Linked DNA regions of Canis lupus: region 2 is linked to region 1. A link is a contact called in public Hi-C data. All regions are on one chromosome and are shown on one strand. Each heading gives the region's core, a stretch centred on a gene start, on an enhancer-like site or on the middle of the called end of the contact. The rest is flanking DNA. Distances are from core to core; before and after follow the strand shown.

The links. Hi-C and Micro-C count contacts between places; a contact is called where the count stands out from the background.
Region 2: a contact with region 1 is called in a Hi-C map of amygdala, with 6 times the contacts expected there. The contact joins the enhancer-like site here to the promoter of PPP1R12A in region 1. A contact is called at or near these places in 2 of 9 Hi-C or Micro-C datasets (amygdala and skin fibroblasts).

What each region holds. Positions count from the first base shown.
Region 1 is chr15:22,648,600-22,655,170 of UU_Cfam_GSD_1.0, reverse strand. It overlaps PPP1R12A (protein phosphatase 1 regulatory subunit 12A), which reads left to right and starts at 4,068. Exons shown (of 26, transcript XM_038558529.1): 1 at 4,068-4,304. The coding sequence starts at 4,068. LOC111098888 (a long non-coding RNA gene) reads right to left here and starts at 3,588. Exons shown (of 8, transcript XR_005370399.1): 1 at 1,455-3,588.
Region 2 is chr15:22,838,360-22,844,930 of UU_Cfam_GSD_1.0, reverse strand. No RefSeq gene overlaps it. Among named protein-coding and RNA genes, the nearest start is that of OTOGL, 19 kb to the left of the region's middle. Within about 2 kb of position 3,005, at least 5 of the 20 cell types and tissues checked have an H3K27ac peak or open chromatin away from gene starts, as enhancers often do.

The DNA.
Region 1 (6,571 bases), core at 2,819-5,318:
TCTAGGCATCAGGTTGATCTAAAAGTAGAGTCTGAAGCAATTTAGGGTGATTCAGGGTTGGTCCCAGTCAACAATCCGGGTGGGACTGGATATTTTATGATGCTGGTTAGACTGTAAACTTTTCTTCGGGTTTCTAAAAACATTTGGAAGAAATTATTATACAATGGAAGAGAGGCTAGCCCAGATGTAGAGTACAGGAGATATGACCAAACTGCCTTCCTGACTATTCTATTCTTAACTGTATAAATGTAAATTGGCATTTCAGGTTTGAATTAGGGATGAGAACTTAAAGGTATGACTTAAAAGTATATATCGATATCTTACACACACTTTGTACCAAAATGCATTTCCAATTGTGTATTAAAAGTTAATAGGGAAAAAGATTCACTGAACAGAAAGTTGATTCATAGAATATTTGGTATGCTACATTGTATTAGTCATATATATCTTCACTATTATAAAGATTGTAAAGGCTGGCAAAGCAGTGAGCCATCAATTAAGCCAAGAAACATGTAGATCCCGAGAGTTCTTAACTATTTTAAGATTTATTTATGTTGAGAGAGAGACAGAGAGAGAGAGAGAAAGCACACACCCAGAGCAGGAGGGCAGAGGGAAAGAAGCTTCAAGCAGATTCCTCATTGAGTGCGCAGCCCAACATGGGGCTTGATCTCCTAAAATCATGACCTGCCCAAACCAAGAGGCAGGTACCTAACCAACTGAACCACCCAACACCCCTTAACTATCTTCTTTACTAAAGATTAACTTCTTTTTATGTGTAAGAAAGTTTTTACAATCTGGCAATTAACCAGTCTTTTAGTGAACAAAAGGCTAATTCTGAGATTTTTATTTTTTGCTTGGGTTGACTTTAAAATTTTTCTTTTCCCGTTCTGTGTTCACATATTACAATATAATCAAATATATTTTTAAGTTTAGAATAATTCATAAGTAAAACAAGTCTCCACATTGTGTACGTTGGTACTAAGTTAAGGCCATACACACACAAGCTTTTGTGTCTATGTTGTTATATTCTCTAGTTGTTTTTCTAATAATAAACCTGAATGCAAGTGTAGTATGTTATTGCTGGACTCTTTAGGTAATGATACATGGGAGAGAGAGCATAGAAAAATACTTATGCTTCTTGTATGTAAGCATTTAAAATAATGATTTAATTAAAAATTCTTGGCCAGCCTGGGTGGCTCAGCGGTTTAGCGCTGCCTTTGGCCCAGGGCGTGATCCTGGAGTCCTGGGATCGAGTCCCACGTCGGGCTCCCTCATGGAGCCTGCTTCTCCCTCTGCCTGTGTTTCTGCCATTCTCTCTTTCTCTGTCTGCCGTGAATGGATGAATAAAATCTTTTAAAAAAAATTCTTCAAATTGATCACAAGTAACAGATAGTTGGGGATATCTGAAGTGGAATTAGGTTTTTTAAAGGATGCATATTCTAGGGGACACCTACCTGGCTCAGGTGGTTGAACATGTGACTCTTGGTCTTGGGGTTGTGAATTCCAGCCCTATGTGGATACAGAGATTACTTAAAAATAAAATCTTAAAAAAAATTCCTTTTTGACAACTTCCTGCATGTAATTAAGACCCCCAATATGATAAACGACTTGCTGCAGCAAAAACCATTTAGCAAATTAATATAGTTCAATTTTTATTTTGTATTTTCATTTCTTCTGCTTAAAGTTTGAGGTTCACTCAGTTACTAAAGTTTTATGAAGTGATTAGCTTTGTGTTGTTTTTTAATTAAGAAGTTTTGTCTCTTCTGGAATTAACCATAGGTCTTCAGTATTCATTCAATAATAACATTTAAAAAAATCTTCCTTCCGAAAGCAAAGCAGGTGCCAGTTTAAGAGTACCTCCAAATGAGATGAATATGGAGTTACTGATCCTCAGAGCCAGAGAAGGAAACATTAACAGCCCAGGTGGGTTTTTGCTGTGTTTGTTTTGTTGACTGGTAGCCTTTGGTAACTGATACTTAGCTATTTATGTTTTATTAATAAACTTTCACTTGCTTTACTTATTAATTCTACATTTTGAAGTACTTGAATCAGAAATAGCAAACTTTCCATCAAACTCTTGTCCAAATGAAAACTTGAGATACCAACCGTATTCCAGAACACTTTTAAGGGCCACCAAATAGACCATAACATTTTTTGGGAAACAGGGTAAGTTAATTATGGCAAAGCAGTGAGCTATCAATTAAGCAAAGGGGCATGTAGATCCCAAGAGTTCTTAACTATTTTATTTTCAGCTTTTCTAGGTAGACAGAGGAAGAGCTGTACTCTGGAGTTCTTCAATGAATAGAAATTTTGTATTTCAGCACTAACAGTTCTTCAGCACCTAACACTATCATTATTCAAAGGCCTGATATTGCCTTTGGTGCATTATATACACATTACACTCACTTTCTATTTCTACAGTACTTCCAGGGGTAATAGTTTTACCCTCATTTGGGTTCTGCTACGATCCTAGTAATAATTGCAGTTCAGAAAATTCAGTCTTACAGGCAAGTGACTTCCTACATGCATTTTACTCAATCATTTCATTTCTCAATACGCCAGGCTGCAGGGTAGTCGACTGGTGGATAAGGAAAGCTGCATCCCCAGGATCTAGAACGATCCCTGACCCAGCAGCACAGGTGCAAAATGTTTGCTGAAGGCACCCTAGTCCTGCTCCCGAATAAAACCAGTTTCCGGCACTCGGTCTAGATAAATCCCTAAAGCTCCATTTGACGGTAAAAATTTAAACCCAAATCTCTTACTTTGGCTCTACATGTTCTAAAAACATGCAGTGTCTGAAAACAGGGGAAGCGTCTAGAAAAACAGCAATTGGTGAAGACCTCAGCTAGATGGCTTGAAATGCTTCAGGTATTTCTTGCAAGTCGTGTGTGTGGTTGTCAAGACAAAGATTAAAAAAATAATAAAATTAAATAACCCTGTTTTTAAAGATGATAATGAATTGCAAACTTTTTTAAAACATGTGACCTCAGAAGGTGGCTTAAATAGGTCATTACAGTCAAGGGGTCGCCAATGCCTAAAACAATGACTGGCTCAGGGTAAATAATCAAGAAACCCCAATCGAGTTGGTTTGCGTAGTATTAACGTTCCTTTGAAGCCCCAGAAGCAGCTGGGGCTTTACCCATCCTTAGAAAGCGACGGAGCTGGAACCAGAAATCCCTTAAAAGGTTAGGACGAGGAACAAGGCTGAGCAAGGCGGGAAGGGTAAGAGGGCTCGGGAGAGTTAAGAAAAAAAAAACAAAAACAAAAGCAAACAACAACTACAAAAAAACCAAAAGACACAACAGGGCAACAGCAAACAAGCCAGAGAGGAGAGAGCCGTGTGTGCAGCGGAGGTTGGCAGGACGCCACCGCCGGGTCACCGCGGGTCACCCCGGGGGCCGGGCGGGCACCCGGGAGAGACACCTCCGCAAGAGAGACCGCCGGCGCCTAGCTCACGTCCTCGCCTCCATCCCCGCCGGGCCGCGCAGCCAGCAGGAGGGTCCTCCCCGCCGAGCCCGTGCCAGGCGGGGACAACCTTCCCGACCCGTCTCCGCCCTTCCAGGTCGGTCCCCGCCCCCCTCCCCCCAGCGCGGCGGCCGGGACCACACCCGCTTCCCTCCGGTGGCCCGGCCGCCCTCGCCGCGGCTCGCGGGAGCGCTCTTCCGGGGGCGGGGCTCCGGGGCCTCGCGCGCATGCGCACGGGCCGCTGGGCGCCTCCCTGCCCGGATCTCGCGAAGTTACGTTCGATCGTCCGCCGGTGACGGGCAGCGGGGGGCGGGGGGCGGGGAGCCGGAGCAGGGGTGGGAGGGGCGAGGAGGAGCGGAGGAGGGGGGAGGCGGGAGGGCTCCTGCGGTCGGAAGGGAGGTCCGCTCGGCCGGGCGCGCCGCCCCAGTGCTCTGTGGGATACTGGAAGTCTCGAGCGTCTCCTCCCGGCTCCCAGCCCTCCCCGGGCCCGCTCGCCTCGAAGCAGTCACACCCCCCCCCCCGCCGGCCCGCGCGTCCCTCGCCGCCTCCCCCTTCCCCCCCCGCCCCCCTCGCGATAAGAAGACCCGGCGGCAGGAGAGGGGATGAAGATGGCGGACGCGAAGCAGAAGCGGAACGAGCAGCTGAAGCGCTGGATCGGCTCCGAGACGGACCTGGAGCCTCCCGTGGTGAAGCGCCAGAAGACCAAGGTGAAGTTCGACGATGGCGCCGTCTTCCTGGCCGCTTGCTCCAGCGGCGACACGGACGAGGTCCTCAAGCTGCTGCACCGCGGCGCCGACATCAATTACGCCAATGTGGACGGGCTCACCGCCCTGCACCAGGTCCGTGCGCGGCCCCGCGGGCTCTCGCCGGCCTCCCGCCGCCCTCCGGGGCGCGGGGGTGGGGGGCGGCGGCGGGAGCCTCCCTGCTGCGGGGTGAGGGGGCGGCTTCCCGCGAGGGCGGGGGGGGGCGAGCCGCCGGGTGATTTCCGGGGCCGGGGGCGGCGCGGGGGCGCCCAGGACCGTTTGTGGACGTGCGGCTGGGGTTTGGGGTTTGGGGTCGAGACGGAGAGGAGTGTCCTGGGCTTGTCTCCGGGGGGTGTCCGTGCTGCGCTCGGACGACGGGGGATGCTCAAGGCAGCGACCCGCAAGGGGCGCCTAGGGACCCCGCAAGGGGCGCCTAGAGACCCAGAAGGGCCCTTAGGGACCCGCAAGGGGCGCTTAGGGACCCGCAAGGGGCGCTTAGAGACCCAGAAGGGGCGCTAGGGACCCCGCAAGGGGCGCTTAGAGACCCAGAAGGGGCGCTAGGGACCCGCAAGGGGCGCTTAGGGACCCTCGAGCGGATGGGCGGCCCCGGCTCAGAGGGTCGGCATGGGGTTTGCTGTCGTCTTTTTGGGGGGGACTCGATGACCAACGATGATGATACTAGGAGTCATCGAGAGCCCGGAGCCGAGCGCCGCAGCAGCGGACGGCTTCCTGTTGGCTTCTTTATTCCTCCTGGTCCCTGGGGAGGGGGAGATGGGGTGTAGCGAGCCGGCGGGCGAAGGGGAGGGGGCGCAGGTGGGTAAGGTAAGGGGGCGTCCGGCAGGGCTTGCCCCCTTCCCCCTCCCCCTCCCTCCCCCCGCCCCGCCCCGCCCCGCCCCGCCCGGGAGCGCGCCGGAGGTCCTGCAGCCCCGCGGCTCGGCGTGTGCACTGCTCAAAGCTTAGAGACGCGGGGAGAGGCGCGCGGGGCACGCTTTTCAGAGCCGGGCACCAGGATTTACCTTTGGGGGATGGGGAGGAAAAAAGCCGTTCACAAACTTTGCTCAAAATGGATGCTTTGTGCACGTTAAAGTTTTATAGTAGTCCGATTGGGATCTCTCAATGTTAGCCAAATAAGGAGAAACTATTGGCAATCCGGAGATAATGTTGCCCTGCCTTTAACAGGCCAAAAGCAACACCACCACGCAGAGCGCTGCATTTAAAAAAAAAAAAAAAAGCGATTTTTTTTTTTTTTTTTCAAGCGACGGTAGTAGGTGACAAGACCTAGAGACCCTTTTTCACATTTTCTTACTGGGTGACTTGGAATCACCGAGAAAACTGCTTGTGCAACAGTGGCCTTCCCTCCACCGGGAGATCTGCGGAGCTGCCTCGGAGTGCCTCGGTTATATGTGGAAGCTCACAGCTGTTTATTTTATTTAACACCCTAACAAAAACCCTGTTCAGAGGTTGAACCTTGAGGCTTTCATATATATATATATTTTTTTTAATTTTATGAATATTGTCTTGGGCTTTTTAAAGGTGTTGCGGTGGCATTTCCCTTTTTACCGCTTCCTGTTTGGTGGACGATGACCGTTTTTAAGTTTTATTTAATTGAATTCTCCTATCAAACTTGGCTTGTAGCCTTTGTTTACAGAGTTGACTGGATGGATTGAAATGACTGACACATTGCAGGGCAAATCTGGAATTCAGAATGCGGCACCCAGTTAAAAAACACACACACAAAAAACTACAGCGCCGTCTTTGGTTCTTTTTTTTTCTCTTTCATTGACTTTAGAGTCTCTAATGTATAGCATACTTTCTGTTTGGCTGAGGTTCATTTTAAAAGCATAGCAAAGTCTAGGTTCCAAAAAAAAAAAAAAAAACCATGGTGCTGAGAATGAAAGTTTTGGCTCTAAAAATGATTAAGTAGTTATGTAAGATGAAGGATCTTTGAAGCGTGTTTTACATGTTTCAGGATGGAATTGATTCTGGAAGACACAGTTACTGTATGCTTAGGTCAAGGTACGATTGGATAATTGTTTATTTACATCAATACGTTTTATTAAAATTTTCACATAGAGATTTAAAGTTACCACACTTGGGGAGGGACCCAATGGTACTGGCTGGGAGGAAGAGGAAACCTTTTGATACTTGTATTAGAGTAGTATTGGCCTAGGTAGGAAAAGAAAATTCAGGGAACAGACTTCTGAAGGCTTTTTTTCCTCTCTCAATTTGGACATGTTGCAAGAAGTCCCAGACTTCTCAGGGTTTTCCTGATTAACTGAATTCAGGAGTTAGTTTGGCAGCATATAGGTACAGTCTTTTGGGGATTTTGTTTTAGCTGACAAGCCTGTGAGCAGGAGTTTAGA
Region 2 (6,571 bases), core at 1,756-4,255, 190 kb before region 1:
GGGTTTCTTGAGAGCAAACCTGGGTGAAATTTCCTTTCAGAATTCCTTCATTGAACTGTAAATCTTAATATTTAAAGTTGCAAAAAATAAAAAATAAATAAAAATAAAAAAAATAAAAATAAAGTTGCTATAAACGCTCTCTATGCCCTCTCTTGCCTTGTAAACAGAGTTCATGATAATTTGCTCATTGTCACGGAGCTAGTGAGTAGCAGAGGTGGGACCAGGACTCATTCACACTGGCTGACCCCAAGCCACCACTCTTTCTATTACAGTGTAATCCTTATAAAACTAACACCAAAGCCTTTATGAAACCAGTTGTCAATAAAGTCTTCATATCTTGTCTCAGGAAAAAGACAACTGTTTGGACATGGCATTCTTATTTTGAAGAAGAAACAACACACTAAATGAAACTTTGTAAATTGTTTTTTTTTAAATTTAAACTCAACTAGCCAAGTATAAAAAAATAGATAAATAAAACTTAATAAATTGTTAACAATATTCGGTTCTTGAGAGTAACTTTGAATATGTTAAGAGACACATTAAATGGTTTTTAAAAATTCACTTAGTGCTTCCCTTGTTTCAAAAGGGTATCTGGGCAATATCCAATCATTTTAAAGCCACAAAGTAAAACAGACTTAAGGGGTGTCTTAGGAGCCCGGATGGACCCATTCTGGAGGGGAGACAGAGGACTCAGGCCTACAGATGGAACCACCCAGACTCCTCCCAGCCCACTAGCTAAAGCTCATGGAAAGCTCATGGGAAGCCAGCCTCATCTGAGAAGCAGCCCTGCTAGGGAGATGGCCTCCTTTGTTTGCTGCAGCCTTACCAAGGCTCCTCCTGGGAAAAGCATGAACTACAAAGTAAAGGAAGAACTATTTTTAAAAAGGGACCACTAAGAATACTACCACTAAACAAAACTCGCATTAAATCTCAAACGGAGCTGTAAGGGTTCACTTTGCCCCTGGTTTTGGCAACTTTAACTCATGACTAGATTCTTCCCAAACTACAAGCATGGATTTGATGCCAGGGATACCTTGAGCCCAAAAGAAAGAGTAGACGTTGGCTTTAATTAGTTTTTATGCTTCTTTGTATTTCGTATTTTTCCTCCTATGCATTAAATTATTTAAAAATTGTCTTAGTTGAAAAAAAAAAATTGTCCTAGTTGAAGTATGTATTTTACTAGATGTGGGCCATTTGAGATGTGGGGCACATCCTATTCTCAAAGAGTTCAGCAAATATCAGTGCATGTGTAGAGCGGCCTAACGAGTCATGTCCCAATAAAACTGCAGGGAAGATACTTGCTAATAATGTCATTATGTGCAAAAAATAAATCATAGAAACAACAGCACTGTCATATATCTGAATTAAAAATGGAGAATCTATGATATTTCAGCCTGCTATATAAAATGGCGCCAGGGGAGCTATGGCCAGCTCTGGCAGGAGCCAAATCAGGAGACCCTGCCAACCTATGTCCCCTACTTCCCATCACCTAAGCTACACTAGTGGTCCACTTAAGCCTCAGGAAAAAGTAGAAAACAGTTCTGGGTGAGTCTTCCCATTACAAAAGGCCACTGCTAGGAGAAAGATGAGAATCCAAGGGTCACTTTCCCCATAGGCTCACTTTCCCCATGGAATAATGTGGTTCAGGTGCATCATATGGTGATTCTTAAACCCAGCCTATACATTTTGTATGATCTTAGAGAGCCCCACCCAGACAATGAGATGCTAATCTCTGGATGTGGGACCCAGGCATCACTACTTCATTTTTAAGCTCCCTCAAGTGATTCTAATGCAGTTTTGTGGATGGACACACCCTGGCCAATGTTCTATGTTCTATGGCACGACTTTTGTGATCAATCCCTTTTCGTCTTCCATGCAAACATATGTCAGTTTCAGAAGTCGCCTAGAAATTTGCTTCTTCCAAGAAATGAATTAGCACTAAATAAGTTTTGTTAAAGGAGGCAAGAGATGTTAAAGAAAAGGAAAAGCTGAAGAAAGCCAGTTGCATTCTTATGAGACTTAACCAATTTCCCAGCTGCTGGGTCTTGTTTCGTCAATTGGTCAAAGATTGGATATTCTTTGTTTTACTAAGAAGCGTGCTTCAAAGAAAATAAACATTAAGTTAAAGACAGTGTTGGGTAAAAAGATTATTCAACTGGGATTCACAAAATCTGGTTCATGTTTAGCAGTTAATAGTTGTGGGACGTGGGACTTTGAACTTATCACTCTATCGCTCATTTTCCCATCAGAAAAATGGAATAATATACAGTACTTCCTTCTTCAAAACTCTCTCTTCATCTGGGTATCTATTTGTGATCCATTCATCAAAGTAACTTAAAGGATGCCAGAAGTGGTGGAGTAGACCTTGTAACTCACGTAAAGACATTAGGTTAGAGAGACCAAGTTATAAAACCCTTAGAAGATTAAACACATAAAATAATCAAAGCAATGCTGTGGGAAAGCTTCACTCAAACTAAAATACTGAAATGTCTGTGGAGGATCGATTGTTTATGATCCTATTCTCTAGAGACTGAAATTCTTCGGATACACCAGATGGTTTTATTTATACAGCAAAAGTTCAGCTCCAGTGAGGTGCTGCTTGCAAATTCACACACAAATGAAAGAACCCCTATTTATGGATGTGTACATATCTTTACTCACACGAGGGATTTTCCATTGTTTCTTATGGACCTTTAAATTTTAGAAAGTTAAAGAGACAACCCACCACACTGAAAAGGAACAATTTAACACAGCCTTGTATGGAGCTCCTCTACCCAAATGCAGGACAAACCTCATTTAATTCACTCTTTGATGTTCATGTACAATCCTATCTCCTCAAATGGCATTCCTGAAAATTAAAAAGGAAAACTCAACCCTCTCCTCATCTGAATATTTCAAGCTGCATCCTGTGTCAGCTCCTGGCACTGAGTCAGCCTTGTCAGCCCAATTTAGAGCATGTGGCGCTGATCCAACTCATTGTGGCTGTTTGTGGTCCTCAGATCGGGTTTCAAAAAAGAAGGGGCAGCAATCCGGTGACCTTCTCAAGATAGTAGAGGACAACTCTGGTCATGATTGGCACCTGACCTTTCTGCTAACATTAGCTCCTAATCAAAGATGGTGCCAAGATGGCATCTGACACCAGCCCACAAACCTTTCCGTGCTCCTGCAAGAGCTGTGGAGCATCCTGTCGCCCGCTGAGTTTCGGTTTTAGAATGCCTTTCCCTTTCAGAGCCAAGGAAGTTTGGTTTCATTGACATTTGAGATAAAGCTCACAGTCGGCCTTAATTGAGCTTTCCTGTTATTTATAGTGTGTGTGCCTATTTACTATTCATTGTCTTTATACCTAGTGGGGTTCAACGTGATTCCTAACAATGGCATGGTTATGAAGCTCTAAAATTAACAATCCCAGACATTCGTTTCATAACCAAGAAACCTCAGTCTCTTGGGATCTTTTTCCTGTGCATCTCTCATCCTGTCATCTTTGCTTTAAAATGTGACCATTACCCTTCCTGGGCTCCAAGTCATCATTCCTCTCAGTTTCTGCTGGATCTTCAAGACTGGCTCAGACAGGGTCACTAACTGGCACCCAGCAAGGTCTACACAACCACACTTTACCTCCTAGGCCAGGCTCCATTATTTCCTGCATGACCAAATACCAAGTTATCAGTGTGAAAAAATGATCTTGGCTCTTGCCTCAGTATCCCTTAAATCAAGGAGCTATCTTTAACCTTACAGGGCTTTTAGGGAATGCTTGTCCTTTGTCCATCCCCTAAATTTTACATAAAAGTCCGTGTTGAGATCTGGAGATTTTTGGAGCTCTGGAAGCATTCAAAGTAACTATTGGCTTTACTTCAGCTCTGAGCATACGCGTAATATATGATTTGAATCAGAGGAGTTCCAAGTTTTCAATACAGAATTTTATCTTCTTTCTATCTCCCCAAACAATCTTTGAAGCTACATGAAATGAGAAAAGAGGATGGAATTATTTCATCCAGCCTGTTTGTTTCCACGAGGGTTCTAACCAAAAGGAAAAGATGAGTCATTCAGCATCCTTCCTTATTTGGTGGTTTGGACTCTGGGCTACTTAAACCAAAAGAGGGCAGCACTTCATGGGTTTTGAATTCACAGGAAGCAAAACTTCAGATCTTAACTGAACTCTTTACCTTCAGCGTGGCACTGCACATGGTGGTGTGTGGAATATAGAGATGAATAAGACATGCGAGAATTTAAATATGCAGGAATCAGGAAAGAAGAAAGCGCTGGGGTAGCAGAATAGCTATGAGTTGGGAAATGGTGGAGGATAAATTTGGAAATAAAGAATGGGTTTAGGGATCCCTGGGTGGTGCAGCGGTTTGGCGCCTGCCTTTGGCCCAGGGCGCGATCCTGGAGACCCGGGATTGAATCTCACGTCGGGCTCCTGGTGCATGGAGCCTGCTTCTCCCTCTGCCTGTGTCTCTGCCTCTCTCTCTCTCTCTCTGTATGTGACTATCATAAATAAACAAAAATTAAAAAAAAAAAAAGAATGGGTTTAGATTGTGAGAGTCCCTTAAATATTAGGCATTTAACCTTGATTTAGAATGTAGTGGGGAGCCCTCAAAAATTTTCATCAAGTGAGTAATATGATTAGAGCTCTGTTTGGGGAAGATACATCTGATAGGGATGTTCTGAGGAGACTGAATAGGATGAGACCAAAAGGCAGGCAGAAAAATAGATGGGAAAATAATACAAAGAATATCCAGGAGGGACAAAGGTCTAAACCAGAGATGTGGTGGCAGGAATGGAAAGGTGAGACCTGATGGGAGAGGGAATGCAAAGGAGGAAAAAATGTCTTCAGTGGAGTAGATATTGGGAGAAAGGAACAAGGAAAAGCCCAGAGTTTTCTATCTGAGAGTTGGGCATATGTTAGAAAGTTTAACCGGAGCTGGAAAGACAGGAGGAAAGATCTTTTTGAAAACATTTTAGGCTGAGTTAACATTATTATGTTGTAGGCCAAGTTAACATTATTATGTTGCCAAAACACAAGAGGGGTTGGGTGCAAATACGTGGAAAGGCGTGACCTCAAGGACTATCTTAAAACGAAAAAATAGCTCAAAATATATACTCCACTGTTCTTGTTTTATTCACTTGAATATATGGCCCACTGGCAGATATAGCTTTGGACTTTATAGCCTATGTGTCTATGTCCTCTTGGCTTTATATAACTCAACTTACCTGTGGCTTCATTATACTCTCTTTATGTTTGTTTCTTACAGTAGTGCCACCTCAGATCCTTTTGTGAATAAACTGGAATAAGCACCCATTAATCAATTTGTGCATTATGTTTTTCTACACAGACTCTAAAGACATCCTTCTGAAGCAAGCACATAGATTCTCTCAGTACGATGCATATCACTAACATGTCCTGAAAAGTAATGCGAAGGTACTCAACTAAAAGCTTTATACCTATCATTTCATTTAATCCTATGACTAATAAAACAGCCTTATGAGGTCGTTCCACTAGTATCTCATTTTACAGGTAAAGAAATTGACACCGTGAGGTTAATTAACATGTAAGAGGCAGAGCTTGCATTATAACCCAGGTAGCCTTCTCCCAAAGTCAATGTCCCTAACCACTTTGCTTACTGCCTCTGTCTAGGTTGCCCTTATCATTGCGTCATCTCTGTTCTCCTGGTTCTTCTCTCCACATTCTATGTCCACTGTACGATGCTACTTCCCCATGTTGAAGGAACATTGGCTCCCAGGGCCAATGTCTTCAACCAGAAAGCTTCAGTGCTTCCTAGCATAGAGAATGACTTAGCAGGTGTAAGAAAAGGTGTAAAAATTACTCCATTATTTTTAAGTTGAATTCATTCTGTCTCTGAGCCCCCACACATCAGGTTAGAAGAGTAACAGTCCTATGTCCACTCATTTGAGAGATTTGGTTCCTCCATCTATGAAATCATATCAGAATCCTCTCAAGATATCAGGGAAAAAATGAAAGGGAGAAACTTTTCGGCCATCCAATTTGCTTATAAATAAGCATCCCAATGTTTTAAACAACTGCTAATACATTAGCAATGACCAAGCCTATGGCTTCAATCTTTCCTGTCTTGAGCTCCAGATCAATATATCTAATTGCCTATAGATAAACCCAAAACTACAAATTTAGCATATTTAAAACTAAACCAAATTCATGTCCCAAGTCATCCCATCCAACACCGTTTCCTTTTCTATTACCTATTTTAGCAGATGACATAACTACCCACCCAGTTTCCCAGAACCAAAAAAAAAAAGTCACCTTAAGAGTCTTACTAATTCTTCAAATCTTACATGCAGAATTTTGAGTCTGAGTAATCATTGGCTTGTACCATCCTTAATTACTGCTGTTTACTGATAAATGGATAGATAGATGATGATGATGATGATAGATAGATAGATAGATAGATAGATAGATAGATAGATAGATGATAGATAGGTAGATAGATGTACATGTTTGCACAGTTTGTGGTCTACACAGTCACTACACTTGAGATTATTAATGAAGGCATCATTTACATCGTGGACATTTTAGATTTATATTTTTTTACAAAAA